Regions from separate parts of the Bombyx mori genome. Here region 2 is linked to region 1. Evidence: chromatin contacts called from public Hi-C data. All regions are on one chromosome and are shown on one strand. The core of a region is the stretch at or near the end of the contact, and the rest is flanking DNA. Distances in the headings are between cores, read along the strand shown.

Evidence for each region. A called contact is a pair of places that touch in the nucleus more often than the background predicts.
Region 2: a contact with region 1 is called in a Hi-C map of midgut, with 2.1 times the contacts expected there. The contact joins two enhancer-like sites. A contact is called at or near these places in 2 of 7 Hi-C or Micro-C datasets (midgut and whole pupa).

The regions. Positions count from the first base shown.
Region 1 is chr16:2,408,247-2,412,061 of ASM3026992v2, forward strand. All of the region lies in intron 1 of LOC101743410 (WW domain-containing protein tag-325), which reads right to left. Among protein-coding and RNA genes, the nearest start is that of LOC101736327, 17 kb to the right of the region's middle. Within about 2 kb of position 1,790, at least 7 of the 8 cell types and tissues checked have open chromatin away from gene starts, as enhancers often do.
Region 2 is chr16:2,466,443-2,470,257 of ASM3026992v2, forward strand. LOC101736190 (rhomboid-related protein 2) reads right to left here. Exons shown (of 7, transcript XM_012692748.4): 7 at 459-3,815. It overlaps LOC101736327 (trichohyalin), which reads left to right. Exons shown (of 5, transcript XM_021349766.3): 5 at 1-11. Among protein-coding and RNA genes, the nearest start is that of LOC101743410, 13 kb to the left of the region's middle. Within about 2 kb of position 1,954, at least 1 of the 8 cell types and tissues checked has open chromatin away from gene starts, as enhancers often do.

The DNA of each region.
Region 1 (3,815 bases), core at 540-3,039:
GAAAAGTTGGTGATATTATCCTAGGCATCACACAGTTATAGTCCTGCCTTTTGAGAGACACGCGTATTTCCAATGAGGTGGTGAGCCGCATCTAGTACAATATATTTAAATGTGTGTGTACGCTCTATAATATCAGGTGAACGTTTGGCCTCGGTGTTCAGAACAAATTGTATAATGTTACTTCGTATGAGGAAATTCGACTCTATTGTGTTCATTAACTTAGATATCTACTAAAATTATTTTATTACGTAAAAGCAGAAACATATGAGGATTTTTTTCTACATTGCCATTAAGTACTCTTCTTGCAATGTTTTTAGGAAAACGATAATTTACGTAGTCTGTATTGGAGTGGTTTTCGTAGTGAAAATTAATGTACTATTACCCTGAAGTTTACATAAATCAATACTAGTTCCAATAAATAATAACAATAATTGCTGTTTATGTTCGTTCGTATTTTGTCAACGAGATTTTTATTCTGCGGCGTCTTTTAAGCTCGCCGCCGGCTTCGGTGTTATATGATTTTTGTTTAAGTGATACATTGCGTGGAATTCAGTAAATATTAGTGTTATATGCTAAGGAATCAGGAGCACTGTCATCTGACTCCGCTATAAGTAACGCTTAGGTTGTTTGATATCATTAACATTTCGGTTTCTTTTACCCGAGTTTTTTTGTTGCTATTGCTAGTAGCCTCAAGGGACTATTGTTATTTCACGATGACTTGTAGGCGAGCTCACGGGGCTCAGCTTGGCGTATTTGCTAACCTTAGCAAGGGCAGTGCTTCGCTGAATCTACCACTGGATAGGGAACGCGACCCACTGAGAAGATTCGACGACAAACCAATTGGATTGTGTCTATGGGCTAGTTCGCTCGTCAAACTTTTGCGTCAACGTCGCGTTTGACGAGTTCGACGTGAACGGTGACCGGTGCTTGGAATGCCTAAAGTCACCTACAGTGGATCGGGAGGATCTGAAATGACGTGACGAGTTTGTGAGGATGGATGTTTGTTTGCTTTGACGCAAAATTTACCAGACCCATTTTGATCGGAGTCTTCACTATAATTTAAAAACATAGAATATAATAACGTATAGATTATATAGGAAGATCAGTTTGGAGTAATTGATAATTTTCATACAATTAGCGATAGGCATCGCCGAGCTCGACCGGGTTTACTAGTATAAGTATATATGTATATACGAGTAACAGTACAGGGTTAAAGTTATCCAAGTTATAGAAACTGAGTGCTGTGGATAGGTATCTATTATTTTTGGGTAGTCATTCAAGGGACGGGCTGTTAAACTAGCACAAAAAAAAGTTTAACCTTTTTTTTCTATTTTACTGCTTTTTTTAAAATTATACTTCCTATAATTTCATTTCAAAAAAGGAGATGATTATCAATTCGTTAGTGTATTTTTTCTAGGTAATCAGTTTTTTAAAGCTGGTGCTTCTTATGTGGCCACATTTAATCCGACTATTAATTTTTGATTATCCTTCATAATGCATAATTTAACTGCCTTCAACTACATAGCTGATATTCGCATTTTATCTTGTCGTAGTCGGATTTCTGTTTTTGCTAAAATTTTGTGTTATTGTTTAATCATTAGAGATGTAACGATAGTTTATTTATAACGTAGGTTAACTAACGGTTAGACACAAAATTTAATGGATGCTTTGATAAAACGAAAACATTCATGAAAAATAAATATTAATTTAAAACGATTGTCAAATCGATGTGACCATGCATCCGCACGGATTAACGCAATCATGTGTATACTAGCTGTTAAGCTAAAATATGACTTATCAAGAGGTGATAGGGTCGCGACGAGCCAGGAAGCGGGGCACAGCAGGATGCAGACAATTGTACCGATTTGCCCTTGCAAGATCATCCTGTGTCGGCCGCTTTGTTTAGTTTACGACGCTTGATTCAGTAAACAAGTTTTTAACTGAAATAACAATCTCTAACAGCTGTTCTATTGGTAAGAAGGTATCGTTTGTTCAATAAAATCATTTAGGCATTATAATATACCATCCCTGTGCCTTCTATTTTTTTTTAAGGGATTTTATGACCTGGTAACTAGACTAAGATTGCCTTCTATTTAACTGTAATTCGATGATAGATTATAAAATTTATATACACAATTGAATATTTTTCAGCAGAATAAGCACTCGCTCCGCGCCATCTTTTTATTTACAAAAGCAACATTTAAAGCTAAAATTTGTAATCAACGGCTTACCATTGAGTTATTTTATGAGGATTAATTAATGCAGTAGTGCAAGGAATTACTTAATGTGCTACAATGAATAACGATTTCGTCCTAAACAAGGTTCTTTCGCGTCCAATCATTAGTGGCCAAGTCAAATTGCCTTTTAATTCGGTACTGGGTTATTCTATGATCCCGAAAATAGCGTCCCGATGGGAAGCAGCCGTCAAATACTGCTTATAACATCGAAGGGTGGAAGGCTATTTAAAAAATAATATATAAAATATGACTAATAAAAAAACCTAGACATTTCATTACAAAAAAACGCCTGCGGGATTCGAGCACCGAAATAGCCGCATCGCTTGATACGGACGTCTTATCTTTTAGGCCACGACGACTTCAGAGGTTTTAATGTGATTGAATATTTTTCAAGAATCTCAGTGACAATAACCGCACCTGATACATTCCCTGCGGTTTCAGCTCTGTATAAGTCGTATATTATATTGCACAGCCGCAAAGATGCGATCAGAATACATCGGGTTGCACTGCACGATATAGTTTGGCCGCTCTGATCACAAGCACATCAGACGACCCCGCGTCTATCTAAACGCGAAAAGACTAAAATTACATTATTATAGTATTATACTAGCGATCCGCCCTCGCTTCGCTTCGGAAACTGTAATTTATTATTGATTTCTCCACTATTTAATGGATGTTATTATACATATAAACATTCCTCTTCAATCACTCTATCTATTAAAAAAACCGCATCAAATTCCGTCAGAGAAAGCGACTTTGTTTTATACTATGTAGTGATATTGAGGTACACATCGAACCAACGCATCTATCTGTATTTGCTAAGCTCACAATCAAAACAAGGCCTTCCAGCATCTGTCTTAAGTGAATCCACGAATACATCACACGCATTGCCAGATAGGGAGAAAGACATAGACAATCACGAAGAACTGGTGGTTACTGGTAAAAGGGAAGGCAAAGATCGAGGATTCACAGCCTAATGTGATGCTTTGACCAGATCCGCATTACACTTGATTCCAGCATCCACGAAGCTCTCCGAGTAGACGAAGACAGGATGCGATGACACAATACTGGGAGGACAAAAGGCATGGATGAAAATGATCACGACCCTCATACATGACGACCATGACTTAAGAAAGAGGTGTTATTGTAGCTCCGTACGAATATATAGTTAGCAATTGGTTTACTGGTGGATGAGTTGATGAGCCCGCTCGGGTAGGTACCACCACCCAGTCCACGAGAACCGGGCGGACTGGGTGGGCCGCGACCACGGATGCCTCACCTTCCGGCTGACGCAGATGTTGACTGGCCATGGGTGTTTTGGCCGGTACCTGTTCAAGATAGCCGGCAGGGAACCGACGGCGCAGTGCCACCACTGCGCGGACCGCGACGAGGAAGACACAGCGGAACATACATTGGCGCGTTGCTCTGGATTCGACGAGCAACGCGCCGCCCTCGTCGCGGTCATAGGAGAGGACCTCTCGCTGCCGCGCGTCGTGGCTACGATGCTCGGCAGCGACGCGTCCTGGAAGGCGATGCTCGACTTCTGCGAGTCCACCATCTCGCAGAAGGAGGCGGCGG
Region 2 (3,815 bases), core at 704-3,203, 58 kb after region 1:
CATTTAACAAATGTATTTGAAAATAGATTTGTTAAGCCACACTTATTAACAATGTATAACCCAGAAAAGAAAATATCTTTTTTTAATCAATCTGATTAAAAAAAGCATTGAAGAAATAAAGAAGATTAATAATATTGGTACCAGAATTGCAACTCTTCCTGTCACAAAGCAGCCACGTATCCAGTTCGGAAGCTGGGTCATTTGTTACACAATATAGTTGAGACTCCGACCTCATGTCTCAAGGTGGACAGCGGCGTTCATGTGTTATGTCTGATCAACACCAGGAAAGTTAGTTAGTTCCCGAACGCATCCAGCACAGATAAAAATAAAAGCACCAAATTTTCCCGGAAATGAGAAAAAATATCAAAATCTGGCACTTCGGAAACAAGACCCTCAAAGTCAAAAAACATGAACACCCTACTCGACCAGTTATTTGATAAAATAAAAAGACAAGAACGTGTAATAAAATGTATTTATTCAAATTGAATTTAAAATGAAATATTTTCACAACACAATCACTGTACGTTTACATTTTAATTATTAAATATTAAACAGGAACTAAACATTAACAGTAGGTAGTTGCCAGAGCGCAACAACGGGGTTGCCATTAATAAATTATTGTTTTCCAACATTAACATTAATTAATTGAAATACAGAACAACAGTAATTTCTTTTTGTTCTTCGCTATTGATCCTTAAATTGGTCCCTTAATGATTTGAGGGAATTCAAAAATCTAAGGTCCTAATTAGACGAGTATAAACATTTTGTTTATTTAATGACTAATTTTAAGGCCGTAATGTGTTTACTAGTTTGATAGATTAGACCAGTGATTCTCAACTTTTTTTTTGTTGCGGCACATATTTAACGATTTCAAAATTTGGCGGCACACAAAAAAAAAGATAAAAATTATTTACTTACTAGAACACACTGCATAAATAGTTTATCAAAAAAATTTAATATACGAAATAAACTAAAATATACTATAATTTTTTTTTGTGGATTTAAATATATATACATGTTTAAAATATTTTTTCTTTTAAAATGATATAATTTAATAATATTAACATTAATATAAATATTCGCAAAATTTGGCGGCACACTTTTGAAATTTGGCGGCACACAAAAGTGCCGCGGAACAGTGGTTGAGAATCACTGGATTAGACACATACGTTAATAATAAATGTTGGTTATTTAACCCTTTGACTGTCACTTGAGTAATTAAGTCGATTTCTGTCACCAAGCGCTTGGATTGCCCAACTTTTCTTACTTTCATTTTTAATTATGACTAGCTGACCCGGCAGACTTCGCAGTGCCTCAATCGATAAATAAAAGACCTAAACTTTTGTATAAAATAAACATAAAACAAACAAAAGGAATCCGTCCGACGGGGGACACATCAAAGGAAAAACTAAATTGTTATTTTTATTTAATAACCGAGCATTTTCATATTCATCTACCTTTTAAACCTTCTCTGGACTTTCACAAATAATTCAAGACCAAAATTAGCCAAATCGGTCCAGCCGTTCTCGAGTTTTAGCGAGACTAACGAACAGCAATTCTATTTTATATATATAAATAGATTTAGTCTTTTAGATCTCTTACAAATATATTAATACTCGGTATCTTCGGATTCGTCTTTCCCAGAGTCTACTAGATATTCCGGCGTATTGATAACGGTGACCTACATAGCAGTCAATGGATTAAATAACCCACATTTATCCTCGTTCACATTCAAGTTAATCTGTGGTCCACTCGCACACACTCCACTGTTATTGTCACTCATTTTTAAATAACAATAAATCAATAGCATAGAACATCATACATGTTCAAATTAGACAACAAAGGCCCATTTCTTTATTCCGTATAAAAATAATTAATCACTTATCTTAAATATTGAACACATTTATTTACAGAGAATTGTAAGCTTTGAACAATTTCACACACAGGTAGAGGTACTTAAATAATGAATTTGTAAATTTATTTATCCTGCATTCCTTAAGAGCACACATCGTTAATGTTCAATAGATAAATAATAAATTATAATAATAAGTAACCAAACGTATTTAATTGTTTGCATTAAAAATTTAATTAATTTAAAAATAAAAATACTGATAATTTATAATTCACAACTTAAATCAGTAGGGTTTTTTTTTCAACTACCTTCATTTTTTAGAGTACATTCACTATTGAAAGTTCTAATTGTGGTGATTTCTTTGAAACTGCTCGGTGCAACTAAGTATTCCCACAGTACAAATGATTATTGAAATTATTAAATAAATATGCGTATTTTGAGTGACACGCCATCTATGATGAAATATACTCAGGGTGGAAATATATAGGCAGCCGCAACAGGCCCCTGAAACTGCAATACTTTAAGACAAATTTTCCTTTCTGTTGATGCTAATCATTACATAGTATAAAACAAAGTCGCTTTCTCTGTCCCTATATCCCTATGTATGTTTAAATCTTTAAAACTACGCAACGGATTTTGATGCGGTTTTTTTTAATAGATAAAATGATTGAAGAGGAAGGTTTATATGTATAATAACATCCGTTAAATAGTGGAGAAATCAATAATAAATTACAGTTTCCGAAGCGAAGCGAGGGCGGGTCGCTAGTACCAAATAAAACGCACCTTTAATTATTACAAAGATAAATGTTGCGTGTTAAGCGAAATGTCGCTTGAACCGCCTTTACCCTTCGATGTGATAGTATCATCATCATGAAATTGCCTTTTGAAAGCTTCAGATGTAATGCTCTCAGACTATAGCTAAACGAAAAATACACCGGTTTGTAAAAACTTCTTCTGACGTGTCCTATGACAACAATCTTCTCTGAACCTACCCACAAATACTTTACGGCAATAAGGCGCAGACGACAAACGTAAACAAACACACATTCGTTTTTTTTATATTCACTCCAACATATTATTCTCAAACTACCCACTTATATTTTAATATTTAATTTTACATATAATTACATAGATTAAAATCATCTCATCCTATCACAGAGCTACAGCTGAAAGATATGGTCTGGTTTGTGTTTTAATCCTATAAATGTGGAAGACTGTTCACGGCCCGAACGATGATAAGTCACCAGAATTTACAAGTAGCCCTAACTTATCATCCATCTAGCATCACTCAAAATTTTCTATAGTCAAGAAGCTACCGACAAACTCATCTGTGTATACACAGAGACTTCGGTTGATTCCAAATATTCACCTACGTTTACAAAGAGAGTATTATTCTATTGGAAGGTTTTTTTTTGTTTTAATTTTTTTTATTATTATTTCACAACGATTGTTCAGAGTAAGTAACCAAGGATATTAATTTTATTGATTTCAATGTTTGCAGTCGAGGCTAAGCAATTCTCGAGGTGAGGTCTTAAAATAAGTGAACTATCCGTAATTAAAAAGATAGCGTCATAAATTTGTGCGTGATGATATATTTTTAATCACTAATTACAGCGATGTTTTTATTTATTGCATAGATGGGTGAACGAGCTCACAGCCCACTTGGTGTTAAGTGGTTACTGGAGCCCATAGACATCTGTCTACAAAGTAAATGCCGCCACCCACCTTGAGATATAAGTTTTAACGTCTCAGTATAGTTACAACGGCTGCCACACTCTTGAAACGCATCACTGCTTCACGGCAGAAATAGGCAGGATGGTGGTACCTACCCGTGCGGAGTCACAAGAGGTCCTACCAGCAGTAATACGTGTGAACGTGTCTAACTGGTATTAAATAGTTCCCGGAGCTGTGCGGTCACCTACCTTGAGACGTGAGGTCGAATTATCGATCGTGTAACAACTAC